Linked DNA regions of Mus musculus: region 1 is linked to region 2. Evidence: chromatin contacts called from public promoter capture Hi-C data. All regions are on one chromosome and are shown on one strand. Each heading gives the region's core, a stretch centred on a gene start, on an enhancer-like site or on the middle of the called end of the contact. The rest is flanking DNA. Distances are from core to core; before and after follow the strand shown. Region 1 overlaps Rhag (Rhesus blood group-associated A glycoprotein). Region 2 holds the start of Esp8 (exocrine gland secreted peptide 8).

The links. Promoter capture Hi-C pulls out the DNA fragments that hold promoters and counts their contacts.
Region 1: a promoter capture Hi-C map of liver shows a contact between it and region 2. The contact joins the enhancer-like site here to the promoter of Esp8 in region 2. A contact is called at or near these places in 9 of 39 promoter capture datasets (the 3T3-L1 cell line, the C10 cell line, the HPC-7 cell line and 4 more), 1 of 15 datasets of contacts at CTCF or cohesin (large pre-B cells) and 2 of 484 Hi-C or Micro-C datasets (embryonic stem cells and nephron progenitors).

What each region holds. Positions count from the first base shown.
Region 1 is chr17:40,818,077-40,822,685 of GRCm38.p6, reverse strand. All of the region lies in intron 1 of Rhag (Rhesus blood group-associated A glycoprotein), which reads right to left. Among named protein-coding and RNA genes, the nearest start is that of Rhag, 9.2 kb to the right of the region's middle. Within about 2 kb of position 1,530, at least 7 of the 459 cell types and tissues checked have an H3K27ac peak or open chromatin away from gene starts, as enhancers often do. A contact at or near this core is called in liver, where this site is marked.
Region 2 is chr17:40,517,744-40,522,052 of GRCm38.p6, reverse strand. It overlaps Esp8 (exocrine gland secreted peptide 8), which reads right to left and starts at 2,031. Exons shown (of 3, transcript NM_001177584.1): 1 at 1,974-2,031; 2 at 181-257. The coding sequence starts at 1,983.

The DNA.
Region 1 (4,609 bases), core at 281-2,780, 300 kb before region 2:
CTCAAGAAGAACGAAGACCAAAGTGTGGACACTTTGCCCCTTCTTAGAATTGGGAACAAAACACCCATGGAAGGAGTTACAGAGACAAAGTTTGGAGCTGTGACGAAAGGATGGACCATCTAGTGATTGCCATATCCAGGGATCCATCCCATAATCAGCTTCCAAACGCTGACACCATTGCATACACTAGAAAGATTTTGCTGAAAGGACCCAGATAGAGCTGTCTCTTGTGAGACTATGCCGGGGCCTAGCAAACACAGAAGTGGATGCTCACAGTCAGCTATTGGATGGATCACAGGGCCCCCAATGGAGGAGCTAGAGAAAGTATCCAAGGAGTTAAGGGGTCTGCAACCCTATAGGTGGAACAACAATATGAACTAACCAGTACCCAGGAGCTCTTGACTGTAGCTGCATATGTATCAAAAGATGGCCTAGTCGGCAATCACTGGAAAGAGAGGCCCATTGGACTTGCAAACTTTATATGCCCCAGTACAGGGGAAAGCCAGGGCCAAAAAGTGGGAGTGTGTGGGTAGGGGAGTGGGGGGGGGGAGGGTATGGGGGACTTTTGGGATAGCATTGGAAATGTAAATGAGGAAAATACCTAATAAAAATTAAAAAAAAGAAAATGTTCGTCTGTTGTGAGAATATCTTTTTTTTTCCCTGAAAATACTTCTTGCCGTCATAATCTGAATTGTTGCCTAACCTAGCAACCAAGTTAATAATGTGACTAAGGTTATTTAACATACATACTCAGTCAGTTGTCCTAGTATATACTCAGCCTATTTAAGTTTAGTTTGCCTTTAGGGCAATGTTGTACTTAATCTTACCATATCCTGGATTTTTCATGTAATCAGCTTTTACAACCTAAATGCATACCTTTAATTTAAAAATGTATACCGTTCCATACTGTAGTCTTTCCTCCCCTAACCTGAAACCTGTTTGCTTAGGGGTGGAGTTGCTGTTTGGAGCCACACACGTGCTCACCCTGCTACTAGATCTCAAGATTATTTGGCGAGAATTGGGTCCCCTCCCCCTTCCTTCATAACTGAGTGTCGCAACAGTAAAATTGAGCTTTGATCAGAGTGACTTTGACTTGGCTTCGTTTTTTCTTTCGCCAGTCTAGTTCCTGTCTTAGAGCCCAAATTGCCATCTCAGTTGAAACGTTCGTTGCAAGCTGCTGGTCGGCCACAACACCATACCACTGACCAGATGTACTCAATGTGTGTGTGTGTGTGTTTGTGTGTGTGTTTGTGTGTATATGTCTTATGGTAATTTGCTGAAACTGCCAACAATTTGAGAGCAACCTAAAAGAAAACAGATATCCCATAAATGTTAGAAGCAACACATGGATATAAGTTGATAAATCTGTCTGAGTTTTTAGTAATATTCTGGGTGAACTGTGGGGCCCTTAAGGTAACTTCTTCTGTTGTTATGATGGTTTGAATGAAAATGGTCCCTATAGTCTCATATACTTGAATGCTTGGTTCCCAGTAGGTGGAGTGTTGGGAAAGATTAGGAGTTGTGGTCTTGTTGGAGTGTTGTTGGGCAGGACCTTTGAAGTTACAAAGTCCTGTTTTGGGGTTGGAGAGATGGCTCAGTGGTTAAGAGCATTGATTGTTCTTCCAGAGGTCCTGAGTTCATTCTCAGCAACAACATGGTGGCTCATAGTCATCTGTAATGGAATTCCGATGCCCTCTTCTGGTGTGTCTGTAGACAGCTACAAGTGTACTCATATATATAAAATAAATAATTAAAAATAAATAAAAATAAATAAATTTAAAAGCTCAGTCTCTCTCTCTCTCTCTCTCTCTCTCTCTCTCTCTCTCTCTCTCTCTCTCTCTCTCTCTCTCTTTCTCTCTCTCTTTCTCTCCTCTGTAGCCTTTGGATCAGAATGTAGCTCTGAGCTATTCCTCCAGCGCCATGCTTAGCTGCCTCCTGCCATGCTCCCCACTACGATCATAATAGACTAAACCTCTGAAACTGTAATCAAGGCCCCAACAAAGTGTTTTCTTTTATGGTGTTTCTTCATAGGAATAGAACACTAATGATGATGCTTGTAAAAACCTGTTAAAGATTTCTGTAAAAACCAATGTCTCACCCCTTTCTCATACCATGCTTTCTGTGCTGGTTGATAAATACATAGCAAAGCTTCTTTTAAGGTCAGGTAGACTTCACACACACACACACACACACACACACACACACACACACACACACACACACACACTCTAAACAGGTTATGAAAGAAAGGTCACAATGAAATTTGGGCTTGTTCTTAATCCAAAGTTTCCTAAGAGGAAACTTTAATTTTTACTATTTTTATGTTTATGTTTTATGTTTTACTATTTTCTGTTATTTTTTTCTTTTTACATATAAAGTTAAACATAGTTATATCACTTGCCTTTCCCGTGTTCTCCATCTAGCCCATCCTATGCCCTAACATATTGAGAGTCTCTTTGTCTTTGATAATTTTTATTATACACAAATGACTCACACATACAGGTATGTATATAAACATGGATAAATGAATAAATAGAACCTTCTACATCACACACACACACACACACACACACACACACACACACACACACACACACTCACACCTGTGGCAGCCATTACCTGTTGGCCAACTACTCCTGACATGAGTTATGTGTGTCCTGGAGTCATTGATATGTCCAATGTCTCTCCATTGGAGCAAACTGATTTTTTTTTTCTTTTTCAGCAGGTGTAAGTGACAGTTTAATTGTTAACCTTTTTACCGTAGTGTCTAGAGTTTCATTCATCCAACCATTTAAAAAATGTAACAATCAAAATTCCAACTCAGTTTTTCATAGAGCAATTTGCAAGTTCATCTGGAATAACAAAAAACCTAGGATAGCAAAAACTTTTCTCAACAATAAAAGACCACCTCAAGGAATCACCATCCCTGACCTCAGGTTGTACTACAGAACAATTGTGATAAAAACTGTGTGGTATTGGTACAGTGACAGGCAGGTAGATCAGTGGAATAGTACTGAAGACCCAGAAATGAACCCACACATCCATGGTCACGTGATCTTTGACAAAGGAGCTAAAACCATCCAGTGGAAAAAAGACAGCATTTTCAACAAATGTTGCTGGCACAACTGGCAGTTAGTATGTAGAAGAATGCAAATTGACCCATTTTTATCTCCTGGTACAAAGCTCAAGTCCAAGTGGATCAAAGAACTCCACATAAAACCAGATACACTGAAACTAATAGAAGAGAAAGTGGGGAAGAGCCTCGAGGACATGGGCATAAGGGAAAATTTTCTGAACAGAACACCAATAGCTTATGCTCTAAGATCAAGTATTGCCAAATGGGACCACAAAAAAATGGTAAAGCTTCTGTAAGGCAAAGGACACTGTCAATAGGAAAAATGGCAACCAACAGATTGGGAAAAGACCTTTACCAACCCTACATCTGATAGATGACTAAAATCCAATATATACAAAGAACTCAAGAAATTAGACTCCAGGGAGCCAAATAATCCTATTTTTAAAAATGTGGGTACAGAGCTAAAGAAAGAATTCTCAACCGAAGAATACCGAATAGCTGAGAAGCACCTAAAGAAATGTTCAACATCCTTAGTTATCAGGGAAATGCAAATCAAAACAATCCTGAGATTCCACCTCACACCAGTAAGAATGGTTAAGAGCAAAAACTCAGGTGACAGCAGATGCTGGCAAAGATGCGGAGAAAGAAAAACACTCCTCCGTTGCTGGTGGGATTGCAAGTTGGTACAACCACTCTGGAAATCAGTTTGGTGGTTCCTCAGATAATTGGGCATAGTCCTACCTGAGGACCCAGTAATACCACTCCTGGGCATATACCCAGAAGATGCTCCAACATGTAATGAGGACACATGCTCCACTATGTTCATAGCAACCTTATAATAGCCAGAAGCTGGAAAGAACCCAGATGTACCTCAACTGAGGAATGGATACAGAAAATGTGGTACAGTCACACAATGAAGTCCTATTCAGCTATTAAAAACAATAAATTTATGAAATTCTTAGGCAAATGGATGGATCTGGAGGATATCATCCTGAGTGAGGTAAGCCAATCACAAAAGAACTCACATGATATGCACTCACTGATAAGTGGATATTAACCCAGAATCTTAGAATACCCAAGATACAATTTGCAAAACACATGAAACTCAAGAAGAAGGAGGACCAAAGTGTGGATACTTTGTTCCTCCTTAGAATGGGCAACAAAATATCCATAGAGGGAGTTACAGAGACAAAGTTCAGAGCTGAGATGGAAGGAAGGACCATCCAGAGACTGTTCCACCTGGGGACCCATCCCATAAAGGGCCACCAAACCCAGACACTATTGCATATGCCAGCAAGATTTTGCTGACAGGACCTTGATATAGCTGTCACTTGTGAGGCTATGCCAGTCCCTGGCAAATACAGAAGTGGATGCTCACAGTCATTTATTGGATGGAACACAGGATCCCCAATACAGGAGCTAGAGAAAGTACCCAAGGAGCTGAAGGGGTCTGCAACCCTATAGGAGGAACAATAATATGAACTAACCAGTATTCCCCAGAGCTCGTGTCTCTAGCTGCATATGTAGCAGAAG
Region 2 (4,309 bases), core at 782-3,281:
GTGTGTGTGTGTGTGTATGTGTGTGTGGTACAACCTTACTTTCTATTTCTATAGCATTGGTAAATGCTACAACAACCCAAAGAGAATCTTTAACCTAACATACCACCAAGAATTCTGTACTCTTATTTAATTTTACAAAATGTCTGTTATATCTGAGATAATTATCCATGTAAAACTTACCCTTTCTTCAGAGCAAATTGATGGGAGCAGCAGAATTATGAGAAACAACATCACTGGGAAAGAAGTCATGGCTGACACTAAGCAAAGGAAAAAACCTGGTTCAATGAAGCAGTGCATGGGATATAGAAGTAACAAATACATTTGTAGAAGAAATACCAAAGCAACTATGGCTGCCTAAGTAATTTACAAAATAAGGGAAGAGTTGATATGTGAGGTTGCTGTAATTGGTTCACCTTGCCTTTAATTTGTAGAATAATAATTAAAGGACTGGCTGATGTCTCTGCTGTGTATCTGCAAAAGCTAGTTTGCTCTACACAGGTCTATTCCCCTGTCTTCACAAGAAAGCTGGGAAGAAAAATTCACTTTTTATTTTCTGAAAAAAAAATTCTGCACACTGTCCTGTATTTTGCTATTCCCTCTTTATAACTTTCATCTATACTAGTTGTAAATTAGGGTGCCAGGATTTTGATTATGTAGAGATAAATATGGCAACACCCTAGAAGTAGTATTTTGTGGAGAGCAATTGCAAATTACATAATTTTTCCTTATACTTGGATATATTTTCATGTTTTCCCTTCAGTATGAAAATATAATCACAATTAATGAAATGTAATATCTAAGGTCCCTCAATCCATATTTCTTTAGATACGCTGCTTCCTATGTTCATTATGACTTAAATATCCTCTGCTAATTACACACAAAATCCCTTGTCACACTAAGTCCTACATCCTTCAGATGCTTCTAAAGACACTTAGCATGGGATGTACTCTTAGTCCTTTTAGAACACATATGAATTAATTACATTATTACAGGTATAACATCTAATTTTGTATTCTGTGTACACATTTCAAATCCTCAAAATTTTTTGTTTGACCATACAATTTGTTTCAAATTTTTTATTGTCAGAATGACAATGGGAGCCATGATCAGCAAAGATCTGGTATATTTTATAATTTTTATACCATTCTCTTTCTTTTCCTCCTTTCAAGCTTTCCTATGAACTCTGTTATGCCTACTTTCCAATTCACTGCTTGCTTTTTCATTGTAATTTATGTTCAGAATTAGAGTCAAAACATGCCCACAGAGATCTCTACTGTCTCTTTTTCTTTGGTCTTCCCTCATCGACACCAGTCACTGCCCAGAATCTGGAAAACATTCCAGGTCCTTCTGGATCCTCATACACTCAGTGCCCATACATCCCAGAGTGATAGCCTTTGCTCTTGTTCATGGTGGACCAGTGAAATAGGAACTGTAAGCAATGCTTCACATCCCTATGCCACTTACTGAGTATCTAAGTTTAAGCAAAATGTGGCCTCAGTCAATCATGGGCAGATGAGGAAATGCATTCGATTTGAGTTTTCTAGCCATCAGAGTCCTGTGTTTCTCTTTACTACTGTCCTGACCAGATTCATTTTCCAGTTTGCTTGGGAGGCTTTCAGTTTCCCTGTGGATTTCATGGAGTGAGGCTCTGATGTGTCACTAGCCACTGAAATCTTAGCATTGTAAATACTGTCATCTTGCCATGGAACCTGCTCTTACAGTCTAAAGGCTTGGCTTAAACACTTTTTTGGTCTTTTTAACTTATTCAGTTTACACCTGGCTTACTGTCCCTTCCTGGTCACCTCCTCTCACAGTCCCCTCTTTTCTTCTCCTCTGGGAGGGTAGGGTCCCCCCTGGGTGTACCCCTCCCCCAACCTGGAGCATCAAGTCTCTGGGAGGCTAGGCATTTCCTCTCCCACTGAGGTCAGACAAAGCAGCCCAGCTAGTAGAACCCAAGCACAGGCAACAGCTACCTTTTTCCATAGGCTTTCGTACTGGTTCACTCCTCTTTCAGGCTCCTGTGCCTTTCTCTGTGCTTCTTAAGAGTCTTCAGATTTCATTGCGTGGAGGGCGGGGCTTGTAATGAATGAGGCCAGAAGTGGTTGTGCTTCACTGGCTATTGTTCCTAGCAGAGTTTTTTTTGAGAGCAGAGTTTGTTTTATGTTCTGCTTTTCTCACCAGAATATTTAACAGAATGACATGGGATAGAACCCTTGAGTAATTTCCCAGAATCTGCTTGGTGGGTCAGTAATTTACTATTTAATTTTGCTGTATTTTTCTCCAGTGGATTTTCCTTTATTCCATTTAAAGTGAGAACTGTGGGAAGAATTCTCCTCTTGTCCACACTTTGTTATAGTACTTCTGATCATCTCTTGCTTTTACAACTGTAGTTGTAGTAAGCAATATTGTGTATTTTACCTAGTATTCTTATTCTACATTTTACTGCAATGCACCCTTGTTTGTCAACACTTCTCATGGTTTTCATTGCATGGATTTTTTTTTGTTTTCTTCCTTTCTTTCTTGATCTGTGATGATATAATAGAGTATTGCTTGTCTCTATTCTACTATCTTTATCAACAAATAATTTTGGAAAATAAGAATTCATCCACAAAATTTTGACCCAAAATTTGTCTTCCCTTCAAGATATGTAGGAACAAAGATGAAGCACAGACTGATGAAACAGCCAACCCACGATTGCCTCAACTTTAGACCCATCCCAAGTGAGAAAGCCAGCCACTGATACTTTTACTTTGCTATGCTTGAAGATAGGAACCTAGTATAACTGTCATTTGGGAGTTTTCACCCCACAGGAAATGGAGGCAGGTGCAAAGACATACAGCCAAACATCAGGAGGAGCCTGGGAAATCCTTTTGAGGAGTCAAGGATAGAAGTGAGAATGGTCAAAGACACCAGAAGACCCACACACTCAAGTAACCTAGTGCTATAGGGGTTCACAGAGTCTGGGCTACTAACCAGTGATCATGCAGAAGCTGGACCTAGAACCCATACACATTTGCCGCAGACCCTCTGGGCCCCTTTGTCTGCGTGAAACAGGTCTCTAGTCGCAGGTGGGCAAAGCGTTGGATGGAATGACAGACAGATGCACACAGGAGAGGTCGTGTAGAATCTGAATGGAATTTGTCAAATTGAGCATCAAACTTTTTATACAGAAGAAAATAGGGAAGTTGGGTGACACACCAGCAAGGTACAAAGAGGTTACTGGATTCTTAGACAAAACAGAGGAATACAAACACAGAAGGTCTAACAGGAACCACCTGGGATAGAATTCATTGTTAACAACTGGGATCAAAAAGAGCTCCACCTAAGATCCACTTAATCTTAGAAGCCAGGTTTAAGGGCTTCGTGCCCTTGCCATAGTTCTTATTTTAGTCTATTGTATAGTCCACCGTACCCCTAGGCCATTGTAAATATGTGTGTATGGGTGTAACTCAGCTATCTATAGTTCTAAGTATCTACTCTGGTTCCTCCTTAGGTCTCAAACTTCCTTCTTCCTAGATGATGGTAAATTCCTGTGTAGGGCAGTGACTTAGCTTTTATTCAAAGTGATAGTGTAATACCAGCGGCAATTCTGAATGTCACTGAAAAGGCAACATTCTTACTGAATTCCAAGCCCATGGTCAGCTCAAGGACTTTCTAGGACATTGGAACACTGGTGAAGGCTTAGCTATGTCAGAATTCAATCTTAAAAGGCACTTATAATAAGATAATACTAAAAGAGAACATGTGGATCCATACACCATACTAACTCGGGAATAGAATATGAGTATATGGGTTAAAGAGAACGCCAGACTCCAGGAGGTGAGTTTCCGTGAAACTCTCTGCCTCGTGAGTGGCTTCCAGGCTTCTTGGCCTGCCAAGCTAACTCGACCGGAGTGCGTGGCACATATTTTCAGCAAATGTACAGCTTGCTCTTCAGGTGGATCTCCTACGAGTAGAGCCACAGGGTGGGGTGAGGTTGGACATAAAACCATGCCAGGAAGTTCAGGAAGGTAGAGCAGGTAAAGACCTGGAGACTAGGTGGGCACACACCTAAGTCTTAGCTGACTCCCAGCTCCCTGCCAGACTTCTGGCTTTCAACAATTGCTATGCTTCTCACATAAAAGAGATGTGACCAGAGGTCAAGTAGGCTCAAAACAGAGGTCTCCAAGCTCATGCATTACCTAGAAGCCCTGAGGGCATAGCCCATAAACTTCTCTTCCCAGACATTCCTCCCTGAAAAAGGTATTTAATCTCAGGCTCACCCTGAGAGATGGGGATGGTTTTATACATCCACTTTCTGCGATGACAA